Regions from separate parts of the Mus musculus genome. Here region 2 is linked to region 1. The links are chromatin contacts, called in public HiChIP or PLAC-seq maps. All regions are on one chromosome and are shown on one strand. The core of a region is the stretch at or near the end of the contact, and the rest is flanking DNA. Distances in the headings are between cores, read along the strand shown.

Evidence for each region. HiChIP or PLAC-seq counts read pairs in DNA pulled down with a chosen protein or histone mark.
Region 2: an H3K27ac HiChIP or PLAC-seq map of embryonic stem cells shows a contact between it and region 1, with 5 times the contacts expected there. The contact joins two enhancer-like sites. A contact is called at or near these places in 3 of 15 datasets of contacts at CTCF or cohesin (embryonic stem cells, large pre-B cells and pro-B cells), 2 of 484 Hi-C or Micro-C datasets (embryonic stem cells and nephron progenitors) and 5 of 115 datasets of contacts at active chromatin or transcription factors (all in embryonic stem cells).

Annotation. Positions count from the first base shown.
Region 1 is chr12:4,556,812-4,561,287 of GRCm38.p6, reverse strand. All of the region lies in intron 1 of Gm46332 (a long non-coding RNA gene), which reads left to right. Among named protein-coding and RNA genes, the nearest start is that of Gm46332, 11 kb to the left of the region's middle. Within about 2 kb of position 2,472, at least 88 of the 459 cell types and tissues checked have an H3K27ac peak or open chromatin away from gene starts, as enhancers often do. A contact at or near this core is called in embryonic stem cells, where this site is marked.
Region 2 is chr12:4,178,846-4,183,321 of GRCm38.p6, reverse strand. The region is part of intron 2 of Adcy3 (adenylate cyclase 3); the gene reads right to left. Among named protein-coding and RNA genes, the nearest start is that of Adcy3, 47 kb to the right of the region's middle. Within about 2 kb of position 2,656, at least 28 of the 459 cell types and tissues checked have an H3K27ac peak or open chromatin away from gene starts, as enhancers often do. A contact at or near this core is called in embryonic stem cells, where this site is marked.

The sequences.
Region 1 (4,476 bases), core at 1,223-3,722:
GATACAAGAATACATTTCTCAGCTGTATTTGCCTTGAGCCTATTTCATTGTCCCAGCCCGGTATTCCACCAAATTCCTAAAACAGCTCTCCACAGATTTCCAAAGTGGCAGTACAAGGCTGTACTTCCACGAGCAATGGAGGAGTGTTCTCCTTGCTCCACAGCTCATCAGCATGAGCTGCCACCTGTGTATTGAATCTTAGCCATTCCAACAGGTGTAAAATGGAATCTCAAAGTCATTTGGATTTGCTTTCCTTGATGGCTAAGGATGTTGAACATTTCTTTAGGTTCTTCGCCATTTGCGATTCCTCTGTTGAGAACTCTGTTTAGCTCTGTATCCCATTTTTTAATTGAGTTATTTGGTTTGTTTATGTCTAGTTTCTAGAGTTCTTTATATATTTTGAACATCAGCCCTTTACCAGATATGGAGCTGGTGAAAATCTTTTCCCATTCTGCAGGCTGCCATTTCTCCTATTGGTGGTGTCCTTTGCCTTAACCTTACAGAAGCTTTTCAGTTCCATGAGGTTACATTTATTACACATGTGCATATATACAATGACATATATAATGTGTATACTTATAAATAAGATACATGAGAATAACCAGTGAACCAGCTGCAGGTACAAATGCTTTTAGATTAAAAAACTGTTACAAGGAGTCAGGTATGGTAGCAAACACATATAATACTGTGGTAGTTTGAATAGGTATGGCCCCCACAGACTCATGTGTTTGTATGCTTGGCCATAGGGAGTGGCACTATTAGGAGGCATGACCTTATCGAGTAGATGTGGCCTTGTTGGAGGAAGTGTGTCATTGTGGGGGCAGGTTTTGAGGTCTCATATGCTCAAGTTACACCCAGTGTGGCACATAGTCTCCTGCTGCTGCCTACAGATCAGGATGTAGAACTCTAGGCTCCTCCAGCACTGTCTTCCTGCATGCTGCCATGCTTCCTGCATGATGATAACACTAAGCTTCTGAAACTGTAAGCCAGCCCCAATTAATGTTTTCTTTATAAGAGTTGCTGTGCTCATGGGGTGTTTCTTTATAGCAGTGAAACCTAATCTAAGACAAATACCAACACTTCAGAGATGGAAGCTGGAGGGTCAGAGAGTTCAAGGCCATCATGGAATACATGGTATCCAAACCCTTCTAGGCTCCAGGCACCAACTATACAATAAATGATAAAATGAGAACTCACAGAGGAATTGAGCATGTCAGTGTTAAAAACTTGTATATGACAAACCCACGAGGTGTAACTCACTGGAGGAGGGCTCTTCTGGCATGTGTGAAGCCCTGGGTTCAGTCTCCAAAACTACAATGAAAAGATTATAACATCTGAGCCAATAACTCCCACAGTTAAATCATGCTTTTAAAATAAAATACTAAAACCACACTAACGAGGGTATTCTTCATATGTAACAAACCCAGAGGATTCTGCTAGAGACACAGTGAAGAAGGCCCGGCCACTGGCCTGATTCTGTGTGGCTCCCTCTCTGACCTGTTCTCTGAGTTACTCTCTTCCCCTGCTTTATCTTAAATCCTAGGATCACAGATCTGACAGAAATGGAAACCGCCTCCCAAGCAGCAGTGACTTCCGTGGCACTGGCCAGTCCCAGGCTAATAACCAACCAGACCACAGTCTCCCCAGGATTACTAGCTATATAAATCCTCGACTTTGGCGCTCCCTATATATAGCCACAGAGCTGTTGCTTACACCTCAAAGACAGATTTTAGGTCACTAGACTCTTTATTGTCGCTGGTACATCTACACTGAAAATAAACCCTATTCTGCTTTCAACACTGCAGGAACTGATTGACCAGGCCAAACTGTTGGGACCCCTACAACTGTGTCTTTACGGAGGACTCTCCTAACTGGCATGATAGATTTGAAGGAGGCCATCAAGGAAATAGTATCATAGACTTTTATTTTCCTTCAAATGAACTACCAAACTCTGACTTAAACAACATAGTATTAGTTTAGAGAACCAGAAAAAAAAGAAAAAATTCGGATTTGAGATTAACTTAATTCAGGGACTCTGGCTCTCTTTTCCTCCTTACAGTTGTCTTCATCTGTGTGTTCAATCAATCCCCGGCTGCAGCTAGGCCTCATCACTACACAGCATCGAGAAGGGAAACCAGCACTTCCTGAGGTGCTAACTCTTGCTCCCTCTCCCTCCGTTTATGTGTGTGTGTGTGTGTGTGTGTGTCTGTGTGTGCTCGCTCACTTGCGTACAGTGTGCATATAAGCACAGATCAAGGGCTCCCTCCATTTATGTGGTTCCCTTTGCTCTTTGCCATGAAGTGACGGTGCTTCTTCTGTAGTTTGTACCATTGTGTGTTAGCACAGGCCCAGAACAGCAGAGCCAATCAGCAAAGGACTGAAACCTCCAAAACTGAGACAAAGTAACCTTTCCTCTTTCCAAGTTTAGCACATTCCTGAATGCTGACTGGCACGCTCCCAGGAGAAAGGAATGCAACAAGGAGAAATGCTCAGCTACATTTAACCACAGCGGAATGATACACTAAGACATGTAGGGCTGGAGAGATGGCTCTGAGGTTAAGAGCACCGACTGCTCTTCCAGAAGTCCTGACTTCAATTCCTGGCAACCACATGGTGGTGGCTCACAACCATCTTTAATGGGATCTGGTGTCCTCTTCTGGTGTGTCTGAAGAAAGCAATGGTGTGCTCATATAAATAAAATAAATCTTTAAAAAGAAGAAGGAGGAGGAGGAAGGAGGAGGAGGAGGAAGAGGAGGAGGAAGAGGAGGAGAAGGAGAAGAAAAGAGACCTGATTGTAACTGGGTACAGGTGTCCGTAGTTGTATCTACTTGGAAGACTGGGGCTTGAGGCTAGTGAGTTCCAGGCCAGCTTGGGTGCCATAGTGAGACCCCCATCTCCCAAAAAAGTGAAAAAAGAGGTACAAGTTTACATTAAGCAAACTATCAATAATACTGAATTTTGTCAATTATGTGGAGAAATAAAAACTCTTAATGCCCTGCCAGTGGGAGTACTAAAATGAGACAATAACTGGAAAGACAGCATCCGCTAGCTAGTCAAGCAGAAGGTGATGTAACAACGCCACATCCTAGAGAAACTCTCAAAAGAACAAACCAATTCAGTGGGACTGTTTTACTTTGATTGTGCTGGGAATTGCCCCTAGGGCCTTTGCGAATGCTAAGTAAGCACTCTATCACTAAGCTATGTCCCCAGTGACAGTGGCACTAATTATAATAGCATAATATTAGAAGCAGCACCAGGGTCCAGCAGTAGTTGAATGATGGATTACAGCATAGAATGGAATACTATTTAACAGTGAAGCTACAACAGCACCAGCAAATCTCAGGAATATAATGTTGAATGAGAGGAGGCAAGTCACAGAGTACATATTATATTATTTCATCCAAATGAAATGTAAAGGATGTAAAACTATAAATATATAAGATGCTTAAGCCCTAAGAATTCAAAGATAACATAAAATTTAGAATAGTACTTATTTCTCTTCCAATTCCTATTTAGACATATTTACCTTATGTGTAGGCTGCCTGCATGTGTGTGCCTGACCACATCTGTGGCTGGTGCTCTGAGAGCTTGGAAGAAGGTTAGGGATCCCCTGGAAATGAGGTTACAGATGGTTGTGAGCCATCAAAGTGGATGCCAAGAACTTAACCCCACGCCTCCGCAAGGTCAGGAAGTGCTCTTATGACAAGGGCCGGCCTGGGCTTGGAGAGGGGTTCTGAAGTCAAACTGTGGGTCCCAAGCTAGTGGCCAATGCTCTGCTAGAGACAGCTTTCCAGCCTGCTTTCTCTCTGTTCTTTCTTTCTCTCTGCCCTCTCAGGAGATCTCCTGAAAGTTCTCCCTAGGTTCTCCTGGAGACAGTTCTCCAAGCAGTTCTTTTTCTTTTTTTCTTTATTTACATTTCAAATGTTATCCCCTTTCCTAGTTTCCCCTCCCTCTCTTGCTATTCTAAAAAATTCTCAGAATAGCTCCTCTCCTGGAGAACAGAAGCCCAGTCTTGTCTTTTGCACATCAATCCAGTCTTTCACTTGAGGCTTCCTTTTGATTATCCTGTGAATCTGCATCCTGCAGCCCTAAACCTCAATTCTTAGGAACTGCAAGCACACATTTCCTTTTAACATTGCAAAAGAATTCAGAGATCTTCTGCCTCTTATAAGCACAGATGCAGATGGTGGGACCACGCCCCGGAATTACCATTTCTACTACAACGCCTAACCTGGCTCCATCCCAAACTGATCCTGAACTCGGGAATCTGTCTGTCTTTTGTCAGCATAGATTAAAAAAACCTAGCCTGGCAGCGGTGGTGGCGCACGCCTTTAGTCCCAGCACTTGGAAGGCAGAGGCAGGCGGATTTCTGAGTTCGAGGCCAGCCTGGTCTACAGAGTGAGTTCCAGGACAGCCAGGGCTATACAGAGAAACCCAGTCTCAAAAAAACCAAACACCAAAACCAACCAACCAAAC
Region 2 (4,476 bases), core at 1,407-3,906, 380 kb after region 1:
GGGATTAAAGGCGTGCGCCACCACGCCCGGCTCTAAGGTGACTTCTTGTGAACCTTCTCCCCACCTTAACTTATAAAATAAAGGCTAGAGCCACTGGACAGTGGAAGGGAAGGTGAAGCTGAAAAGTTTGGGGGAGAAGAAGGAGATGAAGAGAAGAGGACAGAGAGAAAAGAAAAGACTATGGAGGGAGAGGAAGACAAGATTCTGTGTGGCTTTAAGTAGCCAGAGATAGCTATGCATATCATATAAGGGATGAATAACTACAGAACAATTTGTCTTATCTAGGTGAGCGATTTATAACAATATTGATTGGCTCTGAATTCACTGTATGGGCCTTTTGTGGGGTGAAAATTTACTGATATAAATTTGACTTACAAATGTCAAGCCTCTAGAGTTTTGATTTTGCCTTGTTACTGGGATTTAGGACTGCTGACCACAGTGGCTGGATGGCTGGGAATGTGAGCAGAATCCGCAGCAAGAGAACCACGATTGGCCACTGCATGGGGATAGCCTAGGGGTGATGAGACCATGAGCAGAGAGTAGCTGAGTATGGTGTGGGATGGTGCCATTCTTTTTTAATATTTCCCACAACATTCTCCAAGATCAATAGTTGCACCTACCTGCTGAGCCATCTCTCCAGCCCTAAGAATCAGTACGTTTTAGGACCAGGTCCAAACACTAAGTATTTCTATAGCCACCTGCCGAGTCTCGAGTCCCTCTGCTTTTCCTGGATCCTTCGCCTTTATTTTACACTCCGAACTCTTCTTTCTTAGTGCATATCTAACCAAGTCACAGGACCCTGTTTATCTCACGTGTGACCCACACAGATCGAAGTTCCTATACTTCAGGCCTCCTTCATTAATTTGGATGCATCATATCATGTTCTATACCATACATGCAACAGAACTCCTGACTAGAATGGTGAGGCAATGGCCGTACCCTTCTGGGTAGCTTCTGCTAAGCCCCAGTGACCCTGGGACAGAGAGAAGGCTGGAGGAAGGCCTTTCAGGAGAAACCTGCCTATCATAAGACCCTGGTGGATGCAATCAAAGGCTTGCCAGGAGCTGCATGACCAACAGCTTCCACTGAGCCCACCAACATATTAGGAGGCCCTATATACCCTCTTACCCAGCAGGGCCCATGCAAGAGTTTACTAACATGGTTCTCAGCCCTCAAACCTACCAGCTGTGTGGTTAATTCACTGAGAATGCCCATGTGGGATGTCCACCTCTCCAATAACCCCCAATACTCCCTCTCTATCCTCAATTCCCCACTCTCTGGTTCACCTAGCTGTAAAGCACTTAGCTTCTACCATCAAGGTCCTGATCTGGGCTACCATATCCCTCTGATCTCCCTGCTTCCTTGGCTATCTCTTCCCCATCAATAGCTACACTGTTTGAATTCCTGGGATGGCTAATCCTAGCTCTCCTCAGCACAAAGCCAAGGCTCTCTCCAGGACTGCAGGCTCCAGGTTGTGGCTCACAGGATCTCTGCCTCCCTCCCTCTCCTGTTCCACTGTCCTGTGTTCCTGCCGATGGACACACCCCATCCCCATCTCCTTCTGTTCCTAGCACTGTGTTCCATGTGTCCTGTGGATTCACCCCAGGTTCTTTCCCATGCTGCCACCCTCCCCATGGCTTGCTGCTCACCACCTGCAGGTCTCCACTCCACATTACCTCAAGAAAGCTTTCCCTGGCCCAAGATACTGATACCAACTTCCGTCTACCTGTGGTGCCTGGTAAGTTCCTTTCCCTGCTCTGTAGCTCATACGGATGTATTTTCTGCCAGCCACCCCCACAGAATCTATGCTCAGAACCATGTCCTCGTGGAAGGTGGCCCTGGATACTAGTGATCTGAATTAAAATGTATGCTTACTCTGTTTGTGTGTGTGTGTGTGTGTGTGTGTGTGTGTGTGTGTGTGTCTGTCTGTCTGTCTGTCTGTCTGTCTACCTGCCAGTATATGTATATGCATGCAGAAGCCTGCAGACAAGAAGGCATTAGATTCCCCGGAGTTACAGGCAGTTGTGGGTCCCCTGACTGGATGGATGGGTGTTAGGACCATGAACTCAGGTCATCTGCAATGACGGTAGATGCTCTTAACCACTGAGTCATCTCTCCAGGCTCTCATGGACTTCTTAACCATCCTATTCTCTATTACCACTTCACAGAGAAGCTGGGGCTCAGAGCACATAAGTAACTTCTCAGGGCCAAGCGACAAATGGTTCAACTAGAATGAGAATCTATGTCTCACTCTGAAACCCAGCATGGTGGCTCATTCACACCTGTGATGCCCAATCGGAAGGCTAAGGCAGGAGTGCTATGAGTTCAAGGCTAGCCTGGGCCACAGAGTAAGACTCGTCTCAAACAGGAAAAATTTACAGACACTTGGCAAGGTAGTAAAAAGCCCAGGTTGCCATAGAGGATGTAGACATTTCTAATTATTAATTATGCATTTAATAGACTACCTGGATTACTAGCCACAGCCAGACAGGAGATGCTCCCAGCTGTGGCCACAGACCACAGGATATGCTGAAGGATATGACGCCAGCAGTGGTGGTCAAGACTGGAAAGCTGCTGAGCCAGCAGAGGCTCAGAAGACAGACTTCAGGTAGACAGGGCTTGGGAGGCAGGGCTCAGTAGGAGGAGTGGCTTAAAAGTGCTGACGTCATCACTGCTGCCTGGAGGAGTCACAGCACAACAGAGCCCTCCTCACCAGGAGCCCCCTCGCCCCAGCTGCCTGAAGCAGGGATGTGCCTTGCTAGGTTCTGAAATACTGGCATGAAGAACACCCTGTAAAGTCCAAGTGGTGGAAACTAAAGCCACAGAGAAACCAGTATTCATCGTACAACACGTACAACAAGGGGAGGCGCCTTCTGGCTTTCCTCACATCAAGGGATTTCAAAGCTAAAACAAAAGCTAAGGATATTAACTGTATTCAAGAGTGTTTCTGGCCCGACATGGTGGCGCACACCTTTAATCCCAGCACTCGGGAGGCAGAGGCAGGCAGATCTCTGAGTTCGAGGCCAGCCTGGTCTACAGAGTGAGTTCCAGGACAGCCAGGGCTACTCAGAGAAACCCTGTCTCGAAAAACAACAACAAAAAATAACAAAACAAAAAAAGAGTGTTTCTGTTTAGAGGCTAAAATGAAAGTGTATTTCCAAATTAAAATGAAAGTGTATTTCCAAATTAATGCTCTGTGGCCCTATCAGGTGACCCACCCAATTTCAACACTGGAATTTCAACACTGGGGATACTGAGGTCCAGTGCCAAGAGGAAGAGGCCACACCCCTGTGGAGAGAGGAGGTGCGCTGCTCTCTGCCCACACCAACCATCTTTCCCCACTGAGCTGCTCCCCAAGGAAGCAGGCCCATCACCCTCACCTCACTGTTGCCAGGACAACTTTGGGGTTGGTACTAGAAACCTGATTCTCCCCTCCCCCATGGCCTCCAAGAGAACAAGGCTCAAGGTTAAGGGGACTCTGTGCCACGCCCTAACAGCCGAAGGACTTGGGGCACGCAGTAAAGGTCAGAGGACAAGGATATTCAGGCACTGAGCCTATGAAGCAGTGCATTCTCCTAGAGTTCTCGGCTCTCGGAGGGAGAGAAACCCAATCCTGTGGCAAACAGGTAAAGTCCTGGCTCAGAACAGCAGCAGACCTCACATGAAGGATCAAGACCCAGGCAGAGGCAGGCTGAGAGAAGCAGGTTACAGCAGTGTTCACCTGTGTGGGCGCCACAGAAGTAGTGTCTCCTAAGCCATGATTCCCAGGGCACACAGCTAGTGACAGTGGACAGCTCTCTTATAACCCTGTACAGCCAGCATCTCCACTGGAGCCTGGATGCAGCTTCCTAGGTGCTGGGGTGTGGGGGCTGAGAGGAGCCCTCCCCCCCTCGCCCCCCCCCCCCGCCTTCTGAAGGATAGGGTGTGCCCTGAGGAGGCTCCCCTGTCACTTCTCCATGCCCCTCATTCCTCCTTCTTTATTTTCCGTGCCTGCTAAGTGTTTCTGGGGGTGATTCAGGTACTTCATAATTCTAAAGTTTGTGCCTGGCAACAGGTGTGATGTTCTGAGTGCCTCTGCTGCCAGGTGCCAGTTGGGGTGCTTAGCAACTCTCAAGGTCCCAAACGAATCCCCAAAGTAGGTCACATGGGAGTCACAACAAGTAATGGAAGTTCTTCCCTCTGGGCCTCTGGCTCCGCACTAACATGCCCATGGAGCTGAGGGGAGACTAGAGAGAGACCCCAAGTCCACTCGGATATCTACTCCATTCAGCTACTGGACCACCCACGATGCCTGGCCTGACTCCCCTTTCATGCCAGAATCATGCTCAGAAAGACACATCAATAAGCCTTTGGAGTTGGCAGACACAGCTCTGCTCTGCAGGGAAGCAGGGGCCAGGGCCAGGCTATGAGGCCAAACTACTTTGTTCCTCGCCTTTCTTGCCTACTTTCTGGCTCCACCCATCTGTCACCTGAGGC